2 separate regions of the Aedes aegypti genome follow, and region 1 is linked to region 2. The links are chromatin contacts, called in public Hi-C maps. All regions are on one chromosome and are shown on one strand. Each heading gives the region's core, a stretch centred on a gene start, on an enhancer-like site or on the middle of the called end of the contact. The rest is flanking DNA. Distances are from core to core; before and after follow the strand shown. Region 1 overlaps LOC5570136 (glutamate--cysteine ligase). Region 2 overlaps LOC5570137 (kelch-like protein 5).

Region 1 (7,130 bases), core at 2,802-5,301, 42 kb after region 2:
GATATCGTAGTGAAAAGCAAATTGTGAAAGTTTCATTAACATTGGAACTTGTTCCAATCCTCTGGAATTTTTTGAACATTCGTATGGAAAACGAGTTTGGAAACTTCATAACCCATTTTCTCAATGCCTACTTTTTACAGATGGGACTGACTTGCGATTCACGGCAGTGCAGTCCCCATACAATTTTTTTTGTTTATATGGCATTGTATTGGCAAAATACAACACTTTTCTAAACCATCAAAAAATAAATTTTGAGCATCGAAAGTACTATGGACTTTAAATTAATTAACCCATTACGCATGGTAAATTAGAATAAATTATGAAAAAATCCACGTGCTCAGCTGGGATTCAAACCCAGGACTCTTGTCAATACAAGAGTTTGAATTCTGCGGCAAATTGAGCAAATAAATTGGCTTACAAGCAGGCAAACATGCATGCAAGTTGGTTGAAATAGAGACATTTTGCATTTTCAACAGCCAACCTAAAAAAAAAAAAATAGACGTGGTATGATATTTTTGAAACGGAAATAGATTTCCAACCCTGGATGGCAATGGATGACAACCCTTAATTAAGTAAATGGCGGTATTTTGGTTCTTGAGACAAAAACGTGTTTCGCTGTGTAATTGATTGATTTCCTAAATCATTCTTCCAGGGATTCCCAAAAAAGCATACCTACAGGATTTTTCGAATTCTACGAATTCTACGTAATCAATAGAGGATATATTTGAAACTCTATTAGACACCTTAATTGATTGTGGAAATAAATCATTCAGAAAGGAATACTTTGAAGAATCTAAGCATTCAATGATAATCTTTATGAATATCTGAGGAATTTCGTAGCAATATGATTAGATGAATTGACGAATGAATCTGTGGTGAATTTCTTGGTAGGAGTTCTAAATGCAATTCCTAAAAGAAAACGAGTAGATTTTTTTTGGGAAACTTTATGTAGCTAGGAATGCTTAGATGAGTTTGAGGAATTCAAAATGGAATTCTTTGAAAAATGTCAAAATAGTTTTAGAAGAGTGTTTGAAGAAATCTTAGGATGATGATTCTTAACAAAATATGTGTCACTTGCAGATTTTTTTGAGAGGTTCTGAAGAATATCCCTATAGTTATTGTAACTTGAATTCTTAGAAGTAATCGTTGGAAGAATACGAAAACTGATTTCTGGTAAACAATTCAGGAGTAATCAGCAATCCTTAGAGGTGTACTCTAAGGACTCTTAAAAAGAATACCTAGGAAAAAATTTAGAAGAATACCCTAAGTATATAAAAAATGATGTACAGGGAAAAGCCATTTATTATGCTATGAAGAAAAAGATAAATAAAATAAAAATAACAATAATAAAATAAAATCGGATGAATTTTTCAAGGTCTCTCAAAATGATTCATAAGAATCTTAAAATAATCCTAGGGGCATTCAGAATCCTTTTGCTAAACGATTTCGAGAATGGATTCCTGAGGAAATTTCTTGAAGAATACATAGAGAAATACATGAAGGTGACGATTTCTTAGAAGAATACTCGAAGAAATCCTTAAAACATTCGTAGTATGATTTGAAGAAAGCTTGCAAACGCCTTGGACAATTCATTAAGTGATTCTTAGTGCTTATGAAGATATTTCTTGAGAAATTCATCGATTGATTTCTTGAGAAGTCTTCGAAAAATATGTTTGTTGGCAGAAATTATGCAAATATTTTGGGGCTGAGTGAATTCTGAAATAATTCCTGGATTAAGGAATCCCTGGAAAAATCTCGAAGGAGGAGGAATGTTTTGAAAAATTTTGGAAGAGATCCATTGGTTTCTATGGAAGTGTGACAGTGCATGTTCTTCTTCTTTCTGGCGTTACGTCCCCACTGGGACAGAGCCTGCTTCTCAGCTTAGTGTTCTTATGAGCACTTCCACAGTTATTAACTGAGAGCTTACTATGCCAATGACCATTTTTGCATGCGTATTTCGTGTGGCAGGTACGAAGATACTCTATGCCCTGGGAAGTCGAGAAAATTTCCAACCCGAAAAGATCCTCGACCGGTGGGATTCGAACCCACGACCCTCAGCTTGGTCTTGCTGAATAGCTGCGCGTTTACCGCTACGGCTATCTGGGCCCCCTATATGTACAGTGCATGTATAATGGACAGTGCATGTATTATGTATTAAAAAAAAAGCGAGATAGAGAGGGAACGGGGTGGGGGGTCTAGAAATCCCGAACAAATTATGGACGTAATATTTGAATCTTCCCCTATCCAGATGATTTCACCCAAATATGACAGCAATTTAAGCTTTGGGGCTGTGCATGTTTAAGGTTAAGTAGGGTAGAAGCACCGGTTTTGGCCATACGCCAGTTGTAGCCATAGTGGATTATACACCGTTTTACATAGCCAATCACCATGAAACCGTTTGTGTGCAGTAGATCACATTCATATGATAGAGCTACATTCATTTACTTGTCCAAATTGATTCAAAACATAAGAAAAACAATTAATTTTCCTTATAATTTTAACTCCCATACATCTAATTTGGCCAGGGCACTCCTAATTTGGCCACTCTCATGAGAAATCAATGTAATTGACCAATTTAGGAACCGAAGTTAAATCTCTGGCCGAAACTGGTTCCGTTGGCCTATATTGACCTACGGGATTTTCAAAGCAAAAAAATGGGTTTGGCTCAGTTTTGATATTTTACACATATAATTTGGATTGAAAGCTTGCATTTGACATATTTGTTGTATAAATACGGCTTCCCATTCAGTTTTTATTGACATTTTCTCTTAGGCTGGCCAAAACCGGTGCTTTTACCCTAGCCCGTCATTCGTTTTGGCATCAATGATGACTTTTAGGCTTGCATTTCAAAGTGATAAAACTCAATCTTGATAATTTATATTGACTTGAAAAAGTATCACTGTACGTGCTAACATGGATAAAGTATGCTGATACTTTTTTAGGTATGTCAGTGCAAAACCAACTCTCGCGGAACATTACTAAAGGACCTATGTACAAATGAGAGATTCTCTCCTCTCTCGTTCTCTTTCGATTATAACAGTGGAACACTAAAGATTTTGGGAAGTTTTTCACTATAGACCGAAAGTCAATTTCCTTGACTAGCGTTTCATACAAAAAACGCAACAGAAGAGATTAATGTGACTCAGTTATTAATGAAAGAGAAAGTAAACAAAGAAAGCCTCTCAATGTTAGATAGGTCCTTTAGTAATGTTTCGCGAGAACTGATTTTCTTTGATTCGAAATCGTGAGATAAATTAGCAACAATCATCAACAACGCGTACAAATTTCAATGACGGCCTACTTCGCCTTAAAAACACCATTCAACAATCAAGCCCTTATCGTTCACTCACCTGTCGGATCGGCGTGTTCCTTCTCGTTGAGGGTGGCCAGCAATTCACGAGCTCGCAGAGACACCTGCGTTTCCTTCTTTTCGTCATCGAACCGCACGATAATGTACTCCACCTCATCGCCCCACTTGAGCACATCGCCCTGCCGATCTTTGAGCCGGGCGTACAAGTTGATGAACTGTTCGATACCGTGTTCACGCACGTGTTGCGCCAGAGCTTTCGTTTCCTCCCAACTCAGTGGACTTCCCTCGCTCAGCAGTCCCATCGTGCTGCGTTATTGTTTGTTGAATTTCGTTTATTACTGTGGAAGAATTGATGACCAACAGAATGTATACATGTCAGTAGGAATTGGCCGATTTTTCGCTGAATCGTCAGTGCTAAAGTTATCGAATGCCGTGTGTCATAATAGCGCTACAATTTCCCAGAGCTGTTCGACGGATCAATCACATTCTTGCAATGTTGGACACAGTTTATTTAATTATTTACTCAACGTTGAAAGGTGAATGAAATTTTACATAATCATATGATTACCCTGTATGATAAGGTAATTGCATCGGGGGAAGTTCACAGAACAAAAATTCATTGAAGTGCTCAGCATCTGGAATAAGTATAAATATAAACTGCTAGCGAGCACAACCTGACTGTTCCAGGATCTGCTCATCGATTTAAAAAAAACGCAAAACAAAACATCGTAATAAGTAGACACAAAATAAAGCACCAAACAAATTTAACGAAGCTTAGGTATGCGGTTTGTGACCAGATATAGCCCCGCCTGATGATAAGAATCACGCGGCGAGCGTGTTTTCCAACCCAAACAAACGACAACGACGGTTAGATGATGAGTACAATTCTGATCACACTGGACACATCTTTTATACTTTGATTGATGGCACAGAATGTGTCTTCCTTTTGAAAGCGCTGGCATTACCAAATAGGATTTGAACATGCTTTCTTGCTTTGTTGCATATGAGAGTTGTTACCCATTGTGGGTTGCCTATTCAAAAGGATTATTTTCGTGAATTCAGAAAGAATAGATAATTGTTAGTAATCAATGTATTGGATTTTTGCGAATATACAAATAAAGTCACCCAAAAGCAGCTTTATCAATTCTGGTTAACTCGAGTGGATTACTGATTTGATATTATGATGACAAAACTGAAGAATGAAACGTTCATCAAACATTGTAAACAATCCTTCATGCAGCTTTACTGCTATTTTAGGGACGAAATCTAGTTGGGATGCCACCTGTTGATGTAATCTATTCTTGTTCCTACATGAACTACCTACATTTTTTTTTTCTGGAAACGAGTAATACGCGAAATTGGAATTCGGGGAACTAGCGTTCGGGGAAACGGCATTCGAGAAAAAGTAACACAATCGTATTTGTGACATAAGCAAGATCTTATATCAGACTATACATAAAACCATGTTCAATCTGTTAAAAAACAGTTTTTTTTTTTCTCAGTTTTAGAGTTTGGCTGATCATATTTAATGCTCCCATCTTATGAATCACGATATATGCTCATTATTTTCCAAGAACGCAAGAAACAGACCCAATGCAAAGATTACTTATATGAATGATGTAACATGTACCAAATTAGTTACACTTTCCGAATTTATAGGAAATTTTAAATTATCTTCCCCATTCCTTTACTAAGAAATTTGGTACAGTGATACACACCAAATTAGTTCTCATTTTTGAGTAAAATTTGTTGTATAAAATTATGGGTCGAAATTAAGAGCCCACTTGGCGTTTCCTCAACGTAGCAATATTTTACTCTTACTTGTCCACAGTTTTTCATCACATACAAACTGTTTCCAGCGTTGAAAAAATCTCAAATTCTCATTTCTCATACTTGAGATTTTCCACATTTGAGTTGTAGCTCACGCAACTCAACAGCCACAAAATGTATTTCCAGTTTTTTTTACACAAAGTACTTATTCCTTGTTTTTTTTTTGTTAGAAATATAACAAACTTTTCTAATGTAAACAATAGAATTGGTTTTTGACAGATTTCAGTGAATTTTATCATTGACACATTTTTCACAACATGGACGTATTGAGATGATTTGTGATTGTTTAAGCATTTAAGTGCTCAAGAAAAAATCTGATTTTTACCAAAGTTATTTTGACAGCTGATCTCCTAAGAACAAAATGTCACTTTTACTTGTGGAATAATTGAGCGGAATATTTTTCTGTAAGTCAGTGAAATCAGTCTTGTTGTATAAAATAATTTATACACGATTGATAAAAGTGCTTTTAGAGAATTTTGAATAACTTATGTGAATGAATATCTTTGTATACTTGATTTTTCAATTATGTTAGATCAGTGATTCCCAAAGTGGGCGAATTCGCCCCCCTGGGGGCGATTTTCATGCTCAAGGGGGCGAAAATTTGTAAAACAGAATTTGGGGGGCGAAAAATCCAGAAAGGGGGCAAAAAAGCTAACACGGGAGAATTTGAAAATAATTACCTATAACCTTTGGAGGAAACACATCTGAAGGTTAATCAATACAAAACAAACCAAATTCCAGGACTATTTTACCTTGAATCGGTATATCTCTAATTATGGTCATTTTAAAGTTGTGGTAGACAACACTTGATGATTGTCAGACATAAAATGTTAGTTTTATACATTCAGGTTTTTTAATATCATGTGAGTTTTAAGAATGGTTGGTATTTGAGATTTTCACAAGGTCGGAATTTTTAGTCACAGATAACAATTAAAACACACAACATATTTTGGATGTACACAACATGTATCTGAGATAATTTTTCAAATGGTAAATATTTTCTATATGGAACTTTTGTTTTGTATGGGGACTTTTAGGTTAGGAAGCTAATATTTCTTTAACCTTCCAGTCGTCGCGCGGTTTGCCATCATCAGAGCCACCACTCTGCCGTTGTGAACGAAAAGCGAGGTTTTTGTACAAAATACATTAACTTTTCATGAAAAAAAAAAAAAAAAAAAAAAAAATATATATATATATATATATATATATATATATATATATATATATATATATATATATATATATATATATATATATATATATATATATATATATATATATATATATATATATATATATATATATATATATATATATATATATATATATATATATATAGTACCCATTTTTAAGCTTCGGTTGCAAATTTTTCATTTTTTTTGCTATTTAATATGATTTGTATCGTCAGAAATTATGAGAATGAGATAATTTCTTACGATACAAATCATAATAGTTACAAATTTTGAAAAATTTAGCAGCCAAAAATCGGGTTCCAACAAGACCTTCCAAAAACGCACAATTGCAATCAATGCAGTTCACCCAAATATGACAAATTCAAAAGTGCGTTTGCTCGGAATATATTTCATTTGATTCAATTTTTGAGAGCTTCACCCCCATGGTGCCTATGCATGAATTACATTTAAATAGTTGAAACTGGGCCTAACTTGTATCGGAAACTGATTCAGCAGCCTGTAATGCACGCAATATATTGTTAAAATTGCTTTTATAAATTACAGTTTCGTTAATCATTGCTTATATTTGTGGGTTATCGATATTCAAGAAAATATTTTTAAGCGTGTATAATAGTTATTGTATTATGGTTCTATGGATATGCGAGTAGTACCTATACATTTTTTGGTGTGCATCGCTTAGATAAAATATTTGAATCACATATCAGGGGGGCGATTCCAGATAAATATTGGCCTCAAGGGGGCGAAAGTTAAAAAAGTTTGGGAAGCACTGTATTAGATCTTCCGAAACCCCGAAACGT
Region 2 (7,447 bases), core at 3,493-5,992:
GAAGATATCGTTCATACGATTGTCCGACATTTCCCCGAAAACCATTTCCCCGAATGATTTCTTCCAATGGATTTTATCCCGAAAAACATTTTCCTGAATAAACTGTTTCCCCGAATGTACCGTTTCCCCGAATGTTTTTTCCAAAGACATTTTTTATTTATTTTTAATAATTTTCTGAAAGGGGACGTAGGCTCAAACGTTCACACAAAAATATGAAATTTTTCATACAAAAAGCACAAATTTCCAATTTAAGCCTGATTCGCTGCTGACAAGTAATTTCTCGGCCTATCTTGATCCATGGATGATTTCTGCAAGGAATCGATCAAGAATGCGCTTTTTTCTGATCGCAGTACGCATTTGAAAAGAAATGTCAGTTCAAATGGGAGTCGCTGTAGAAAATCGGCGAGAAATTTCTTTATCGATTCCTTTTCAGTAGCAAATCAGGCTTTAGGCGTTACGTAATAAATGAACGCTGCCTAAGACTATATCCAGCAAGTTTGATAATCGTTTCAAACGAATGATTCTCTTATGAATGATTTGAATCGAAAAACGAAAGATGAGATATTTGGAGTGAAAAACGATGACAGTTTTTACTGACAGGTCTGCTTTTAAAAATATGTTAAAAAAAAAGTTAAGTTCGATATTCAAATGTTATTATGCTTAAAATCGTTTGTTCAAACATAGTTCATCTTAATGACAACTGGCGGAACGAGCAAAGGCAGAATAGTGAAATAAAGTTTGACTGGTTGAAAACAGTTTGCAGGATTCAAATGAGATCTTCACTGCATGAAAACTTAGAAAGAATAAATGAGTCACAAATGTCGTTTTCGCTTTAGGAACTGGGCCAGTGTCAGGGTCAACACATAAACAAACCAACGTCAAGCAAATTGTAGCTCTGTCTCAGGTTCGGGTTGGAGTTGAAACTGTGTTTCAGAGCGACCAGTTCCAAGTTTCGCCAGTTCCAACCTAGACTCAAAAGCAAAGCCATGCTGAAGGTGTCTGGGTTCAATTCCCGGTTGGTCCCGGATCTGTTCGTAATGGAAATTTCCTTGGCTTCCTTGGGCATAGAGTATTATCATGCCTGCCTCACGATATACAAATGCGAAAATGGCAAGTTTGGCAAACAAAGCTCTTAGTTAATAACTGTGGAAGTGCTCATAAGAATACTAAGCTGAGAAGCAGGATCTGTCCCAGTGAGGATGTTAATGCCAATAATAATATGAAGAAGTGCCTAGACTCATAAACGAATTCGACATTAGTTGATTTTGGACGCATCTGACAGTTCAGCACTCCGTTTCGCGTTAGAAGTCTGTGTTTTTTAAAACATAAGCAGATGTGTTTTTTTTAACTACAACTGAGAACGTAAAAGGTTTGCTTTCAATTTTATAAACATCCCTTCTTTAGAACAGGTTGTTATTCTTTATATTACTTGTCTAATAATCATTGGCATCAAAATAGTTGATAATTTTAAAACTCTTACCTTCTTATCATCGTAAGCAGTTCTTTGAAGCTTTGCTGCTTGACTAGATGTCCCAATAAGGAACGTTTCGGAAAAATTGTTTCTATCCAAGACATAAAAAGATTTTTATCTGGAAAACAAATATTGATTGTCAGAAAATCAATAAAGAAGCATGTTGTCTTTTAGAAGTATCTACCCAAGCAAAACAGATGCTATAAAAGTGTATTTTTAAACTATATATGACCAGATTTAGTCATATATTAGTTGATAATGCTCAATTACAACATGTGTGCTACTCGGGTACAAGTGTAGTGCAAGATATAATAGATTCCATTGATCCTTAAATGGTTTCACTGTAGCTACTGTCATTAAGTATAGTGAAATTACGTTTAACCTAGTGGACATATGGCATGAAGACGTTTGGCTAAATAAGGCATCTTCGTGTAATAATGCGAAACAATGTGAAAGAACAGCCTATTATTAAAAGAAGCAAAAATTTAAGGTTATCAGCTAAGTGTCACTGCATATTGGAACAGTATAAATATAATGAACAGCCTATTATTCTAAGAAGGCAAAACTAAGCTGAATGTTCATTCGTCCAAAGTTCATAGGCCAAATAACTATACTTCAAAGATACCCAGGTAACCGACAAGCATTTGAATAAGCCGCCCAGCAGAATGCTTATAGCACTTGATCTGCTTTATGTTTTATTTGAGCAGTTTGATTGCTTAGCTGTCTTAAATCAGCAGAAGCACTGCTATCTTAAATCATTTTGTCGTTAATAAGCATTTTCATTGCAAGGGTTGTTTTCAGTTCTGAGCAGCCGAAATGCTTGTTTGTTGCTGTACAAGTGTCAGGAATGAAGAGTACAGGTTGCATGTTACTAATTATAAAAGCGTTCCGTCTCATTCATACCAATGCCTCATGTGTGGAATGGCTTTGCCATCTGATGAAATAAAAAAAATGATGGCCACTGCGGAAACCAAAACGTGATTTCTTTTCTTTCTATAAACTCTTTAGTTGCATGCAAAAAAATATCAGCCGAATTAAGAGCTGAAGCTCTACGGGGAAATAAAACCATTTGCACAATTTCAATCATCTTCAATTTTATTAGAACGATACCAAGCTCGCTCTGACATATTCTGCATCCAATTGCTCAGAAACAAATCATCGGGTGTAGCTTAAGTACGGTATTAAATTATCGCTCGGCACTGAACCTTCTGTGGCATATTCTGCAGCATGGAGCACCATCGTTAATACTTTACTATCCACCAGTTCATGAATTCGAATCTCAATCTAGAATAAAGCCAACAAAAAACTGCACCAGATCAACAAAAACATCAAAAATAGCAACGGCGACAGAAAGAGAAAGGAAGAAAGAGAATGGAGATGGACAGTATTTTTATTTTGTTTTGCTCTTCATGGGTGGCGTTACTCTTTTTTGACAGTAATTTACAACGTTTCTGAAGGAGTAGCATTAAAGCAGCCCGTTATTTCGCCAAAACCTGCTTTGGTGAAGCACTTAAGGCAGCTATAGTTTCAAAGCTGTATGAGTATGAGTATGCTGTATGAGTGCTATTTGAAATGCTTATTGGTTACTTGGGTACCGCTTCCAATGAAACTGCCTATCATGTGCTCGCATTTGTCATCAGGCTATCACAAAAATAAATCTAAGTTGTTTTGAGCGAAATGCTCGTGGCACATTATTTGGAACATCTGTAACTTTAAACACATGGATTTTTATAACAAATTAATCAATTTTCTTCTAATCTTACATCAGCCAACACCTTAAATACTTTCTGGAAGCAGGACCATGGATAGCTTTTAGTATGTTAATTACATTAAGATTTTTTCGGGGAAATGGTACATTCGGAAAAATAATTTTCAGAGAAATAGTTCATTCGGGAAAACGTTATTCGAGGAAATTGCATTCGGGGAAATGGTTATCGGGGAAATGTCGGACAATCCGTTCATACATCGTTTTTATGTAGGAATCGATTATCATTGTGAAATAACTGAATATGTATCACTCTATACTCTTAATTCTCATAGGGTTGCCAACACGAATGCACTCTGTGAACCCTACAGTCCATCACCATCGGCTTAAAATAGAGATGATGGTCAGGTTTGGGCCTCAGGATCAGAAGATCCACGGTTAATGTACAAGGGATAATCTTTTTTTCTTTTTATTCACACCAATCATGCTAACGTCTGTAATTATTTGACCTAATTAGGAACATTTTCATTTGTAGATTCGTAGCGAGATCATGAAAATTTTCAAAATTCTGAGCGAGACCCTAGTGGATTTCCATGGAACGCATTTATGGATCTCCTGCACGGTCATAACCACTGTTTTAGATTGAATTATTCATGTCAAACTCTAATGTCTACTCATGAAAGTAGAGCTGTTTCTTTTTAGTCAAATCATCGTCACACAAGACTGTTGAGAGCTCTCAAATGATTTAATACCTAAGACTTCGGTCACACAAAGAAGTAGCAAATCTTCCATGGGGAATTCTCACTAATCATAGACATTCTGAAAACAATGTACACGGAAATATCTCTTCAACAGGGCGCTAAGTTCGATAGACCATTGTTATAGAATAATTGTATCTACTGCAAATGTTTAATTGTTATTTTTGTTACACAGCAATTGTTTCAGCTCCTTATTCTTTTTCGAATTATTTGTTCATTTCTACATCCATCGTCGAATATTTTTCTGTACAGTACGGTTGTATTTTCGGCAACTCTTTATCACCGACAAAAACTGCTAAGATAACAACACTACCATATTTCTACTAAGTTCCACTACTTTAAAAATAATGAGAAAAAATAGGTGAACTAAGCAAAATTATAATAAATCTTTGAGTTGATTATTGAAATATCTATGTATAAGTAAATGAAAAGCCGGCCTTAGAGTTGAGGTCGGAATACGCGTATCTGTCAAACGATACAAACTCTAGTGGAATTAAATGGTATAGTACTATTTTTTTCATTTACTTAAGTGAAATTGTTTTATTGATTTATAATATGTTGGATTGTTTCATGTTAATTCTACTTTATCTTTTTATTGATCCAGAGTCATAGGTAGGTACGTGATCGTTACGAACTGCGTTCGAATTTAGCACGTTCCATGTATTGGGTCCACATGTTCGCGGTTGAATAGTTACCGCGTCGCGTCGATTACGCTACTTTTACAAACCGCGTGAACCTGTATACATAGTCAGGGCAGGGTCTTGGTCATCATGGCAAGTTTGCAAACAAAGAATCTTTACTCTCGCTCCGTTGGCGCATGATAGCTAAGCGGTCTGGTCAGAGACGTGATGCGAGGATTCGTCAACGCGGCGAAGAAACCCATAACAACAGGAAAACGCTTGTAACGGCTTTCTGTCTGCTACATGTAAACTGGCGCGGTGATTCTCTCAAAAGAGTGGGGTCGTTAGTTTTCCTGTTTAGGTGAAGTTGGGGAAGTTGATAATAATCGGAGAATACTTGATATTATTGATATACTAATTCGTGTATACAGCATTCCAAAGCGCAGATTCATATGGAAAGAGGAATTTAGAGCTTTGGAATGAAAGTTTAGACTGCTAAGTATAAAATTAGGCTGCTCCACATTAAACAGTCGACTAAAATAGTCTATATACCTAACTATTTAGGTGCACAACTCGGACAAATGTGATATTTACTCAATCTTTTTTAATCCTCGTGAAACAGCAATTTAAATTTTTGGTTCACCCTACCGCCCTGTTGGTCAGCACCCACGAAAACCAAATAATGTGCCTTAGTCCCTGAGCTCTTCCAAATAAATGGAAAGATTCTTCTCCAGTTCACGAAATAATTCAAACGACTCGTTTCGGTCATCCATCAGCAGTAGTAGGTACCTAAGAAAACGGACGAGCTGACGCAAAACTATATTCCTCCTGTCTATAAAAGGCAAACCAGGAAGCAAATCACCACCAGCCGGGTAGAACACAATTTCGCTACATTACGAAGCACTCTATAATTCACAGCACCTCGTACGATGATAACCCTTATAAATCTGACGGTTTGATTCCCGGTGTATGATTAGAGCGCGTGCCCATGGAATGTATGTTCATTATACTACCATGTTATAAATAAGTTGCAAACAGCTCCCGACACTTGACATGGAAATGAAGCCGGTGTATACGGGGCATGGAGAAACGTTTGGGGGTTTAAATCGAAAGAAAGAAATCGATCAACAAAACCTTACCAGACATGACCCAAATTGCCATCAATCCGTAAAACCGACAACTGAAACCCCCTTGTGTTTTTTCATTAACGCGTGTCGGTTAATTGGCCGGCCACGGGGGAGCATGATGCACTTGTGGCTGATAATGATAATTGTATCAGCTCTCAAATGTGGACCGATGGATACACCGTGTCAATGATGCATTGCGTATGATGCAGCAGATATAGCGCACATTTCTTTTTTTGGCTTTATTTTGCATTTCGCACACCGTACTGATTGGATTCGACTTCGATCGCAATCGATGGGATGTTATCAAACTCAGAAACGCATTTTGGCCGATTCATCTTGTTACATCAATATTACAATGGAGCCGGAGTAAGAGCAACGCGGAGATAATTATGATTATCCGTGCTTTGATGCTTCCAAGCGTAAGAATAATCACATATGATTTCTATGAGAAGAAGGATTTGTAAAAACTACAGTTCGATGATAGAAAAAAGAATTTTATTGAACTCAGTACTGCAAAAACAATGCTTACAGGAAAATTTCGGATTTTTAATGAATGTTCAGTTTTTATAGATGAACAATTTGTTCGGACGAAATGAAGTGAAAAAAAAATCCTAAGTATTTGTAACCTATTTTGTTTCTTTCAACTGTGGATATACTGGAAAATAATAAAAATGTCATTATGTCAGATTGCGAGTCAGATATAATCACTCAATGCGCATCCATTCTAATTCTATACACCTGAGCTTGTCTTATCTGACCTTGAAAATTTGAAATAGTATTTCATAGAAAATTGCTGAAATATTTGCGGCTCAATCCTTGGCAAGTTTTGCAAGATCCATGGTGAGATACTCTGGTCATTGTAAGTATTAAACAAGGCGAAAACAAAACCATTAAGGTGAAGATGAATCGAAACCAAACTTCAAATTTTCAAGAGCACGGATCTGGAGAACCAAACACCCGTTTGAGCTGAAACCGAATCACCACCACCAGCTAGTGACCAATCGATTAAGTTTTCAACTTAAACGGGTGTTTGGTTTCCCAGATCCGTGCTCTTGAAAATTTAAAGTTTGGCTTCGATTCATCTTCATCTTAACTCCGGAATATTTTTGACAAATTGCTAGCGAGATTTGAAATTTTCCCATCATGTATGAAGATGTATCTTATTCTTGGCACTTTAACTTCACTTCCACAGAGTTTGTTATATACCTACTGAGTTCATATTTGACCCTATATGTGTCGTTCTGAAGTGCTTTCTAACAGCAAACTTTCATATATAAGTGAGGTTAGTTGCTAAGCTTTATACAATTAGATGGAGAAAAGACCCCATTGTTAAGGTGAGTGATGGAGGTGCCCAAGCGATTAATACTACTTGCCTTGCATGATTTTCTGTTGGATTTTGTCAGGATTGATGGATGATTTCTGGCTCAATTCTAGCGGATTTTCCCAAAGGATCGAGGAAGAATTCTTGCATTGACGAGTTCGCCATCAAGATCTATGTTATACTACAGACGTGATTTGTAGGAGCGCCTGCCTAGTAATTTGAAAGCTTCGGCATGTTTCAATAAATATTTATCTCAAGAACATCCGTCTTTAGAGGTCCGCAAGACGTTTGTGTAGCTCCGAAAAGGTTGGGAAACAGTGCTTTACTGCCCATGTTCGCAAATTCGACACCATTGACAAGTTCAGCATTCTAACTGGATTATTAATTTTATTAAATTTTATATAACCATTGGAAAGTGTGAAAGTGCACTTCCTGTACCTTCTCA

What was found. A called contact is a pair of places that touch in the nucleus more often than the background predicts.
Region 1: a Hi-C map of whole pupa shows a contact between it and region 2, with 1.6 times the contacts expected there. The contact joins two enhancer-like sites. A contact is called at or near these places in 2 of 2 Hi-C or Micro-C datasets (whole body and whole pupa).

The regions. Positions count from the first base shown.
Region 1 is chr3:14,680,155-14,687,284 of AaegL5.0, forward strand. It overlaps LOC5570136 (glutamate--cysteine ligase), which reads right to left. Exons shown (of 6, transcript XM_001653067.2): 3 at 3,351-3,648. The coding sequence starts at 3,612. Among protein-coding and RNA genes, the nearest start is that of LOC5570136, 12 kb to the right of the region's middle. Within about 2 kb of position 4,052, at least 1 of the 3 cell types and tissues checked has open chromatin away from gene starts, as enhancers often do.
Region 2 is chr3:14,637,744-14,645,190 of AaegL5.0, forward strand. All of the region lies in intron 2 of LOC5570137 (kelch-like protein 5), which reads left to right. Among protein-coding and RNA genes, the nearest start is that of LOC5570137, 15 kb to the left of the region's middle. Within about 2 kb of position 4,743, at least 3 of the 3 cell types and tissues checked have open chromatin away from gene starts, as enhancers often do.